2 separate regions of the Mus musculus genome follow, and region 2 is linked to region 1. The links are chromatin contacts, called in public promoter capture Hi-C maps. All regions are on one chromosome and are shown on one strand. Each heading gives the region's core, a stretch centred on a gene start, on an enhancer-like site or on the middle of the called end of the contact. The rest is flanking DNA. Distances are from core to core; before and after follow the strand shown.

Region 1 (5,552 bases), core at 1,509-4,008:
TAACAGAAACAAAATCCAGGTGTGTGTGTGTGTGTGAGTGTGTGTATCTGTAAGACTGATAGCCTAGGCTTGAACTCAGAATGCATCGCATGCTGGCTTTAAACTCAAGGCAATTCTGCTGCCTTTGCCTCCTAAGCAGTGGCAGTTCAAGCACTGGGCCACCACATCTAGCTAAATAATTCTTTTTTTTTTTTTCCCCTTTAAAGCAGAGACGGAGCCGGGTGTGGTGGCACACACCTTTAGTCCCAGCACTCGGGAGGCAGAGGCAGGCAGATTTCTGAGTTCAAGGCCAGTCTGGTCTACAGAGTGAGTTCCAGGACAGCCAGGGCTACACAGAGAAACACTGTCTCAAAAAACAAAAACAAAACAAACAAACAAACAAAAAAGCAGAGAAGGGAAGATGAAGTACAGTTGAGCAGTACAGCACTTCCCTCAGTAGCATGCCTAAGACCCCCTAGTGTGCTCCCTCCCTGACTCAGCTATTCGACATCTCTAAACAGTCTAACCCAGACTGTAAATACAAAAAGATTGCCTCTTATTTTTTCTTTAAAAAGTACTTTTTGTTGCCGTTTATTTTTAAAAACAAGCTCTCAGTATATAGTTCTAACCTGCCCAGAATGTTCTATATAGACTTAGCCTGCTACTACCTCTGGGGGTAGGGCCAGTGTTGCTAAAGGCCTGCATCACCACATCCAACTTTACTGTTTCCTTTTAAAAAGATAATCTGCAGTACTTAGAAATGAATCAAGGGTTTTATGCATGCGCTTTAGTAAGGATGTTATTTAATTGGTAGTCTGTGAACTACTGGTGTGATTGGAAAAAAAATAACAAGTGAAAACCCTAAAACTAATTCAGCATTGACATGACTGAGTACATACGGAAGGAAAAGGAGATGAAGCGTGGCCCTGATGGTGAAGACCTGCACTGTTGTGCCACACAGAAGCACTGTGCGCCAAAGCAAGAACCTGGAAGCAACTCAATCAGCATCAAGAGTATAATGGCTAACAGGAAGAGATACATAGGAAAGAACTAACGTTCTGGGAGGGGGGATGGGAGAGGGGTTTTCGGAATGGGGTAACATTTGAAATGTAAATACATAAAATAACCAATTTAAAAAAATAGAACTAATGTTCAGTCTTTAACAGGAAATTCTGTCAGACATTAAGAACCAGATGACAATTTGAGGACATTATGTCCACAGTAAGTCAATCACAAAACACTGTAAGTTCCTTGATTCTACTTGAGGATCTGAAGTAAATAACTCCAGCAGCAGCAGAGAGCGGTGATGTGGAGGCACAAGACCAAGGAGAAACGAGGAGCTGAGAGGCGGTATAGTTCTAATCACGGAAGAGCTGGGACACAATCTCCCATTACCACTAACACTGCGCTCGTTATATATGCTTACTTCTTAACTATAGAAGTAAGGTGGGGCTGAGTAGCAGATTAGGGGTAAAGATAGGCTTAACTCTTATGAAGCTCTGGGTTCAATCCTGAGTTCAAAGAAAGAAAAAGAGAGGGAAGAAGGAAGTGGGGTGGGAGAAGATGAACAGTAGAGGAAAAAATAAAGATTGTCATATTTTAACACACACTGGAATAAACCATCTAGGTTGCAAGGCTAGGGATGTAGCTCAGGATGCACCTAATTATTTGGGATGCACTGGGTTCAATACCCAGAATAAGAAACAAACAAACAAACAAACACAGTAGCATGCACAACCAACGAGTCGTGTGTATTCCAATGCCTAGACTTCACTGCTTCTTGCAGCGGGTCTAATATCTGTCGCAAACCTATTGGTTCTCTGGTGAGCTTCCCGTTCAAATACTGGGCTTCTTGTTCAGATTGGGAGGGGTGGGGAGGGCGGGGGAGCTTGGACCCTGCAAACGGAATCTTTGTCTATTCTAGTAACCAGCCTTAAAACATACGATTAAATGCCACAAAGCAGGCTTTTAGAACTAAATATATTCACTTCACGGACCCCAACCCACCCCCCAAAAAGCCCTATAACTGAAACTAAGAATTGAAGCCAACTGAGGGAAACATCTCCATCACTGTAAAATGCATCTCAGAAAAGTTGAAAATTGCGCATCTAAGACTCCCGCGTACTGCTCTCCGCAGTTACATTCACCTCAAGTTAAACCTCCTGGCAGAGACGAAGCTGCGGCTCTGACCTGACACTAAAGCACACTAGGTGTGAAAACGACCTAGAGGGTGATGGCTGCACCTCCGCACTGAGCTGCTGGCCCCTGCGGGAAACCGGAAAGACCTTTACCGCGGATGCCGCGCGAGTCTTCCAGGAGGTTCTCTCCCACACACGCCCCGGCCCGCCATAGAACTGCGCCCCCGCGCTGCTGGAGCCCCGACGCCGCCGCCCCGTCATGCAGCGAGCCTGGGCGCCGCCGGCGCTCACCTATCACCGCGCCCACCACATCGTTCTTCACCCCGAAGCAGAGCGGCGGTTCGCGGCGGCCGGCGGCCGTAGCCTCGGCGGCCCCGGCGGGCTCTCTCCAGCCGCCGCCCGCACCCCTGCTACCGACCCGGCCTCTCCGGTTCGTCTCCTCCGTCGCTGTCCGGTCGGCGCCCCGGGACCCGGTCGAGCTTCGCCGGGGAGCAACGCCCGAGGAGGAAGCGTTGGCTGCGGGTTCCCGCCTAGACATGGCTCTGAGGAGAGCCGCGCGTCGCACGTCGTTCCAGACTCAGCTGCACAGGCCGCGGCGTCGGAAAAACTCCGCTGCCGCCCGCGAGCTCGCCCGCCAGTCCTCTGCGCGCTCATTGGCCGCCGCGCTTCGGGGGCGGGGCCTGGCTGGCCTGACCAATCGGCGCTTGCAACCGAGCGGCCACCTGGACCCCTATTTGCCCGGCTAGTGTCTGGCTGGGAACATCAGCTTGAGGACAGTGCGTCTCCGTGCCACGGAAACGATCCCAACCGTGCCTCGAAATTCAGGTTCATGACGGGCTAATGTACAGGCTTGAGATCTGGGGCAGGAGGGTCTGCGTGACAATTACTTTCAGGCTCTATCTTAAAATAACTCGATGAAAGCGCTTGCCTAAGCGCAGGATACCCTATCTACACTCCCCAATACCTAAAGTTAAAAAAAAAAAAAAATAGCACTGCCTGAAGCACACCCAGCTTTGCAAGGATTTTGGAGCTGGACACAGTCCTCCAGGCCTGGCCTAAGCTCCAGCATCCTTTGCTGGGATTGGGATCCTCGAATTGTCAGACTAGATCACAGGTCAACCATCCATCAAACAGAGGACACGCAGAATCTTAGCATTGAATGTCTTGTAGGAGACACTGAGGAAAAACTGGAAGGTTGGGTCCATCCTGGGTTAAATAAATTACATCAAATTATATTATATAATACTATGTATACTAATATCTTTGAAGATAGCCTTAATTCTCCTGCCTGGGAGTGGGCACTCAAGTGCTGGGCTTATAGATGAATTTCATGACACACAGATGTAGCAACAGTATCTCTTGATACAATACTCTCTGGGGGAATGTGAATAAAACACCAAACTATCAAAGCATCTTGGACTTACACAGAAACATCGAGCAAAATAAAAAATAAGCCAATCACAAAACATGTCTTGACTGTGCTTGAGGATTTAAAGTAATCCAAACAGCATAGAATGGGGGTGTGGACACGGGGGAGCCAGGAGAAGCCAGAAGTAGAGCAAATCTTAAATGTCCATGCAGACTCTGATCCTGAAGTGGGTGGATAACCGCCTTCAGAAGTGACTGCTGGTTTTGATGTGCTAACGTCGCTGGGTGTTTGTTGGGCCCGGCTGTTCATGAGAGGTTTTGTTTAGCAGCTTTCTTGCAATGCCTTTGTCTGGTATTAGCATTTGGGTAATGAACCTTTTCCAGAAACTAGAAGCAGAAAGAATTATATTCTACCTCCTCTGAGAAGGTCAGACTTTCCCGCCACAGATACTGAGCTGTTTTGGGAACTGGATTTTAAGCAATGACCTCTTAGTTTAGTCTCTTCTACTATAACCGATGTACTGCTCTGGAGAAATGATAGGGGTGCTGTCCACCGTCATGAGGGGAAAGCTGCTGGGTAAATTGGAAATCGTGACGACTCCTAGGAGGGAGAGGAGAAGAGAGGGAGAAAGTGGGGTAACAGCAAGCTTCCTGCTTTTCTGTACTTTTCACAAAACAAAACAAATGCATTTTCTCTTCCAGATCTGTATCACTAAACCTTTTTTTGGAAAAGGAATTAAGAATCACCCTGTACTAGTTCAATCCATGACGCGGTGGGTTTTTACTAAGCAAGGAGAGAGTCGGACTGAGAGGTTTTGGGTCATCCACCTCCTACTTTCTCCCTCCAGATAGTGCAAAGGATGAAGACTAAAAAAAGTGGGGGGAGGGAACCACTCAACTTTAACCTACAGAGCCTTGGAAGACGGTTTCTTTTCTCAGGTGGAAAGTTTACACTCACGTCTACTTTGCTCGGGTGTTCTCAGAGGGGTTACCTCTGGATGGAAGGTCTTAGTGAAGTGTACAGAGACATGTGCACGCGCGCACACACACACACACACACACACAAATAAACACACAAATACACATACAGGCGCGTGTGTGTCACCAGTGCCTCCTTTACTTTTTTTGCCTTACCCACCTTTGGCTTCTTTCCTTCAAGGATGCTCAAGGACCAGGTTCTCTGAAAAGCTCCCAAGGATGTTAAGACTCAGGGGCAGCTTAGCTGCATACTCAAATCCCATTTGCGCCAGACTGCCATCGCTTGAAGCTGTCCATCCCTCTGTTGCTATGGTGGACAGAGGAGTTGGACTTGTGAATCACCATGTAGATTCATGACTATTAAGCCCTGTCCACAAGAAGAGCAAGCAGGGTAATGCTCTTAGTGCTGGGCGTCTCTCCTGTCCCTTTATCAAGGTTTTTTTTTTTTTTTCAGAATATTTATCAAGAAAGGACATTGAAATGTATTAGAAGACTTTCTTGTATCGAGGGATGTGTGTGTGTATGTGTCAGTGTAAAATTCTGGGCATATGGTATGTGTGTGTGGCTATATGCATGTCCTAGTGGGCATGTGGAGATCAGAGAACAACTTTTAGGAATAACTAGTGTCCTTCCCTGTAGGTTCTGGGGATCAAACTCAGGTGTCAAGCATGGGTGGGAAGTGCTTTGGTCCACTGAACCATGTCACTTTACTAAAGATAGCCTGATGGGACATTCTTTTCTGCTCTCATCTTTTCTGTTGGTGTTCTATGGCTCTTTATCTAGATTGGTGTCACTTTCCCTCATTTAGGGATTTTTTTTCCTGCAATGATTTAATTGAAAACATTTCCATGCTTTTAGCATGGAATTCTTCACCATCTTTTGTACCCATGATTTTGGTTTTTTGTTTGTTTGTTTGTTTGGTTTTGGTTTTTCGAGACAGGGTTTCTCTGTGTCGCCCTGGCTGTCCTGGAACTCACTCTGTAGACCAGGCTGGCCTCGAGCTCAGAAATTCACCTGCCTCTGCTTCCCAAGTGCTGGGATTAAAGGCGTGCACCACCATGCCTGGCTTGTACCCATGATTTTTAGATT
Region 2 (5,552 bases), core at 2,136-4,635, 190 kb before region 1:
TAATCTAATCAACAGAATAAGTAATGTGTTAGATTCTGAAATGAAGTATATAATAGCCAGGGGTTCATACTAGTATAAAAAGAGAAATCGGCGGAGAGGAGACAAATCTGCCTTATGAAAGAACTGCTCTTCAAAGTGTGCCCCTAACTCCTTGACCCGTAAGAGTAGGATGAACATGCTGGCTTTCTTCCAAAAATAAAAGCATAGAAAGAGGTAAAAATATAAATAAATAAATAAATAAATAAATAAATAAATAAATAAAAGACAAACTCTAAGACAGGCATCCAATGATGCCTACTGTCACCACCAGTACTAACCACCAATCACAAATTACACCATATCCAGCCCATCCCCTGGAGGCTAATGACAAGAAAGGCTCCCTACTCTGGGCTGTCTCCAAGACAATCCGTATCTTTATCTGGTTGGTTGGTTGGTTGTTGTTGTTGTTTGGTTGGTTTTGGGCTTTTTGGCTCTTAGAAACATTCTAAAACAAAATGAAAATGAAAACTGCCGGGCAGTGGCAGCGCATGCCTTTAATCCCAGCACTTAGGAGGCAGAGGCAGGCGGATTTCTGAGTTCGAGGCCAGCCTGGTCTACAGAGTGAGTTTCAGACATAGAGAAACCCTGTCTCAAATTTTTTTTTAAAAAATGAAAATGAAAACTACAAAGTACTGGTTTAATTACAAGGAAAACATTAGACAAACTCAGGTTGAGAGAATGTCCAGAAAAGCATCAGTATTCTATAAAACTGATGAGGTCAGCAAAAAGGAAGAACATCTGTGAGAGCCTAAGGAGATACAATAATGGAACTTAATATGTATCCTAAATAAACCCTGGAAGGGGGAGGAGGGTACAGGGAGGAAGACAGGTAAAAGGGAAAGAAGTCCAAATAAAGTATGATGCTCATTAAGTACCAAAATGCTTCCATAGCTGAAATAAATGTGTCATACTCTCTTAGATCTTGAAAAGGGGTCAAAGTTGGCACACTGTATAGAGAGCTTGTCAGGAGCCAGTGCTTATAGGCCAGGGCAGATCCATAACCCACATTGTCTGTCATCTATAGCAACCTGAGCTCTCAATCAGATAAACCCAGGATCTTGACTTCACTGCAGAAAAGAATTTCAGCATAGCCAGGATGGACAGGGCCCACATTTATTTTGAAAAGACTGTAAGCAAGATTTAAGCATTGCCATTAGGGAGAATGACTGGTGTTTGGGAAAAGAATAATACTCACCAAAGAAGTGTATTAGCAAAGGTGTGGTGTTCTCAAAGCTAAGTGAGAATTGCACCCAAGTGTCTCAGCAGCTACTATATATATGATTTTGGTGGCCTTTAAGTAACAGCTTAAAGTGTTGTTAAGAATCGCCCCACATACACACACACAAGCAGGGCAGGATTGATACTTGCCTTTAATCCCTGCACTGGGGTGACAGAGGCAGTCCTGGTCTACATAGTGAGTTCCAGAACAGCTAGGGCCTCACAGTGAAACCCTGTCTCACCACACACACACACACACACACACACACACACACACACACACACCCTTCAGTAAATGATGACAGGGTGCCTGTCAGTGCCGTGGATAAGACTGCCAGCTGATCCAGTAAAACCATGGATCATAAAGTTGCACAAGAGTGTACCCTAAGTGGGGCTTCTTGTCAAAGTCTTAGAAATCTCCCCAGGTTTACAAGTCTGGGAAAGGAGAAAGGTCATTCTGGAAGGATGCTTGGGCCTTACATATGGTCCTTCACAGCAAATCATGTTAATTGTGCAGAAATTCTTAGCTCAGCTGGCAGGATATGTCCCCCAGACCCGGGAGTGAGGGACTCCTTTCCCATGTCCCCACAAAGCCAGCCTTCCTATCCTACCTCGAACTCTGCGTACTGACTTTGCAACTTTTCTGTAACCTGAACCTTCTCAGGTAATAAGTGTACTTAAACATGGTGCTGCTGATTTCAAACTCCCCAAGGCTGTTGGAATCTGATTCCCTATGTTGGAAGATTCCCTTGGCTGTCCCTGCCAAAAAGGATGATCTTAGCAATAAAGGAGAGGAGATACAGTGTTGAACAAACCTATTGGCTCACACAGGATAGCAGAGGTGCAGAAAGATGAGAACCCCGAGGCTAATGAAATCTGAAGCCGTCTGTTGGAGGAGTTCAGGGGTGGGGGGGTGGGTACAAGGGGATGAGTTAGGGAAGCTGGGTTTGTTTGTTTGTTTGTTTTTGTTTTTTTGAGACAGGGTTTCTCTGTGTAGCCCTGGCTGTCCTAGAACTCACTCTGTAGACCAGGCTGGCCTCGAACTCAGAAATCTGCCTGCCTCTGCCTCCCGAGTGCTGGGATTAAAGGTGTCGCCACCACGCCCGGCTTGAAGCTGATCTTTTTGTTCTAATCAAACCTTCAAACAAATTGAAATCCACTCACATGGAGGACAAGCAAACTGACACATCAAATTAACCACACCAGAAGTGCTGTTTGTACATACATTTTATAAGAATTTGCCAGGCGGGTATGCACAAACTCAAGGGCTTTATCTCTACAGCTGTCTTTTTGAAAACTTGCCCATCAGCATTTACTGGCCCAAGAGTTAGGGATATCTTTAGTAAATCTCAGTCAGCCCTTCTTCTAGACAGGGGCCTCACCTGACTTTCTGAGCCTCTGCTCTTCCTTGGTCTGCGTGGAAATCTCTAAGGGCGTCTACCACATCTGTCTTTTCCATCGGTCTGCAGATATGGCTTTTATTACTCAGAGGCCCGATGGCCCCACCAAGGCTGACTGAAGCATTTTCCTAGTTCCTCTTTCTTAGAGTCAGCAGTAGGGAAAATCTGTCCAAATTAGATTTACAGAGAAAACTCCCCCACGCTCATACATCACGTGGCCTGCCCGCTGGGGATGTAGGTCAATGGTATGTATCAGCGTTAGTCTAATATGTGTGAGGCCCTGGGTACAATCAACAGTATCTTCCTAAAGAGAAAAGGCAGCTGCCTACATTGGGGTTCACCTCTGAAACAGTCAATTTCGTCGGACAAAACATGATTTCCTTTGCTACTTTTCAAAAGCCATATGCTGTCACAAAACGGACAAAGACTGAAAACTATTATAGACATTTAGAAGGCAAATAGTCCCTGCCCATTTCCCTAGCTCCCTATCACTGCGAGATGCAAACCCCATCGCCGCCTTCAGGCTGTCCAATGCCCGGGCTTTTACTAGTGTAACAGAGTCCTGGGCTCCCTACCGCTGGTGACACACATCTTGCACAGCGCAAACGCCACGCCCAACCCAACCCTGCCCACAGCGGGAAATTGCCCGAAACTAAAATGGCGCCTTAGGAACAGGCAACCAGATATGGGCGTGTCCTGGGGCGGGGCAATATCCTGCCCCGCCCAGCCAGCACGGCGAAGGGCTGTCCTGCCGAGAGCTAGGTTGGCCAAGCAACGACGCCGGCACATCTGCTCTCCAGGCGTTATGAGGCCCCTGCTTCGGGGTCCGGCGGGAAACGACGATGAGGAGAGCTCGGACAGCACCCCGCTCCTGCCGGGCGCCCGGCAGACCGAAGCGGGTGAGCTGCGGGACCACCGAGTGATTGCTAGTGGCAGCGTTCCTGGCGGGCGGGTGGTTCCCGGCCGTGGGCGCCTTGAAGGAGTGGCTGCGGGGTCGGGGGGACAGGTAGCCGCTGTAGTGCTGTGGGTCGGGACGGAGGTGCCTGTGGCGCTGGCGGGACTGAAGCAATTCAGGGTCGGAGGGGTACCCGATCCGAGTCAATAAGCAAAGGGGCCAAAGTGCTTCTTGCTCCCCTCCAGCGGCCGCCAGGTTTCCGCTTATGCCGGCCTGTAAACATGTGATCTGGTAGCGCCTTGTTGGGGAGGAGAGACAAAAACAAAACAACAACAAAGAAGAGTTAACAGCTGTTGAGTGTGCGGGGGACAGTTGCATAATCCCGCGAATATCTTGTGCTGTAAGACACCAAAATATTGCAGACATTTCTATTTTTTCCTTGTCTATCAGACTGCAATTTAAGTTAGGAAACAGGTTATTCTCAAGATAAGATATCTTTAGCACTCTAAGACAATATGCCGTACTAGAGGTCTTGCAGGTGCTACTTCAAAAAGCATCTTCATTGCGGGGGGGGGGGGGGGGGGCGCATGTTGCACAGAGGTATAGTCCTTGCCTGACAAGGTTCTAGTCTCCATACCCACCATCCCCCAAAACACAAGTATGTGTCTTCACTGGATTTCGCTACACTTTTGTAATGTAGCTTCCTGAAGCTACAGAAAACTAAAGGACAAATCGGCTTGGACACATTCAAGGATATAGGTGTGAGAAAGAATTGAACTGGAAATTTGCCTTTGTTGGCCCGGAACAGTCTTCTGTCGGTATGTCTTTTGTTGACATTACCAAAGAATTCTTTCGTAACTGTTTTAACCATCCTTCCCACTTGTGTGGGTAACTACCCTACTTTCTGACTTTATTCAGACTACTTCTGTTGGCTTTTGGGTGATCTGTTTTGGTTTTGTTTTTATTTTTAGAATAGTTTGTTAGGGAACTGGAAAGATGGCTCAGCAGTTAGAGCACTGGTTGCTCTTCCAGGGGACGAGGGTTCAGTTCCCAGCACCCACATGGAAGCTTACAACCATCCATAACTCCAGCTCAAGAGAGCCAACACCCTCCCTACTCAGACACACCTGTGGTACACAGACATACATACAGGCAAACATTCGTACATAGAACAGATTTTTTTTTTAAAATCTAAAATAGAATGTTTTATTTTGAAAAGTGTAAGGCATCAGTAGGTCAAACCTAGGACTTGCATTTTTTTGGTTGGTTGCTTGGTTTTCTTTGAGACAGGGTCTCATGTAGCCCCAGCTGGCCTCTATTTTGTAGCTGCAGGTGACTTAGTTCTCCTGACCTTCCTGCCTCCACCTCCTGAATGCGTGGTAAGCAAGCATTCTGTCCACTGATTCACACCTCCTGCCCCCTTGGCTTCCCTCTTGGGTTAGAATCGAAGTTTGACACTTTGCCACTGCTCTGGATTCCCTGTCCCTGTCCTCCGTCATCACATCCTCCTTGGTGCCACAGACACGTGGCACCGGAAGTTGCACGCAAGGCCGATTGCTCCGCCAGTTTGGTAGGGATATCTACCTTCCCGGCCGTCCTGTCTGTTCCACTAGGAGCCTCGTGCCCCACAAAGCTTAATTTCCCACAAATGAGAAATACACTTCTTAACACGTGAGCTCGATCTCCAGGATCCAGAGAAGGCAGTGATAGCAATTCAGTTCCTGAAGTTTCTGTGTGCTGAGTAGTGTTCTGTGTACTTTGCGGTTCATCTTCATCGTTCTGTAACAGGAGCTCAATACAGTAAGCGCTCGACGGTAATGTGAACTATTTGTTAGTAAACCAGCTCGGGGGAAGGAAGGTCCTATGTTCTCCCTGTGCCTCTCTCACATCCCTACTTCTGCAGGCCCTGGTCCTGCTTTTGCTAGAATGGCTGTGCTCACACCCACCCCACCCCCGCAGCTACCTGGCAACTTCTGCCCGTTGAGGAAGCCTCTGTTAAA

What was found. Capture Hi-C pulls out chosen DNA fragments and counts their contacts.
Region 2: a contact with region 1 is called in a promoter capture Hi-C map of liver. The contact joins the promoter of Slc17a5 here to the promoter of Ddx43 in region 1. A contact is called at or near these places in 14 of 39 promoter capture datasets (the 3T3-L1 cell line, the C10 cell line, the HPC-7 cell line and 10 more), 3 of 115 datasets of contacts at active chromatin or transcription factors (effector CD8 T cells, extraembryonic endoderm stem cells and memory CD8 T cells) and 3 of 9 other capture datasets (adipose tissue, embryonic stem cells and liver).

What each region holds. Positions count from the first base shown.
Region 1 is chr9:78,392,983-78,398,534 of GRCm38.p6, reverse strand. Ddx43 (DEAD box helicase 43) reads right to left here and starts at 2,758. Exons shown (of 17, transcript NM_001191044.1): 1 at 2,409-2,758. The coding sequence starts at 2,655.
Region 2 is chr9:78,585,878-78,591,429 of GRCm38.p6, reverse strand. It overlaps Slc17a5 (solute carrier family 17 (anion/sugar transporter), member 5), which reads left to right and starts at 3,385. Exons shown (of 11, transcript NM_172773.3): 1 at 3,385-3,556. The coding sequence starts at 3,463.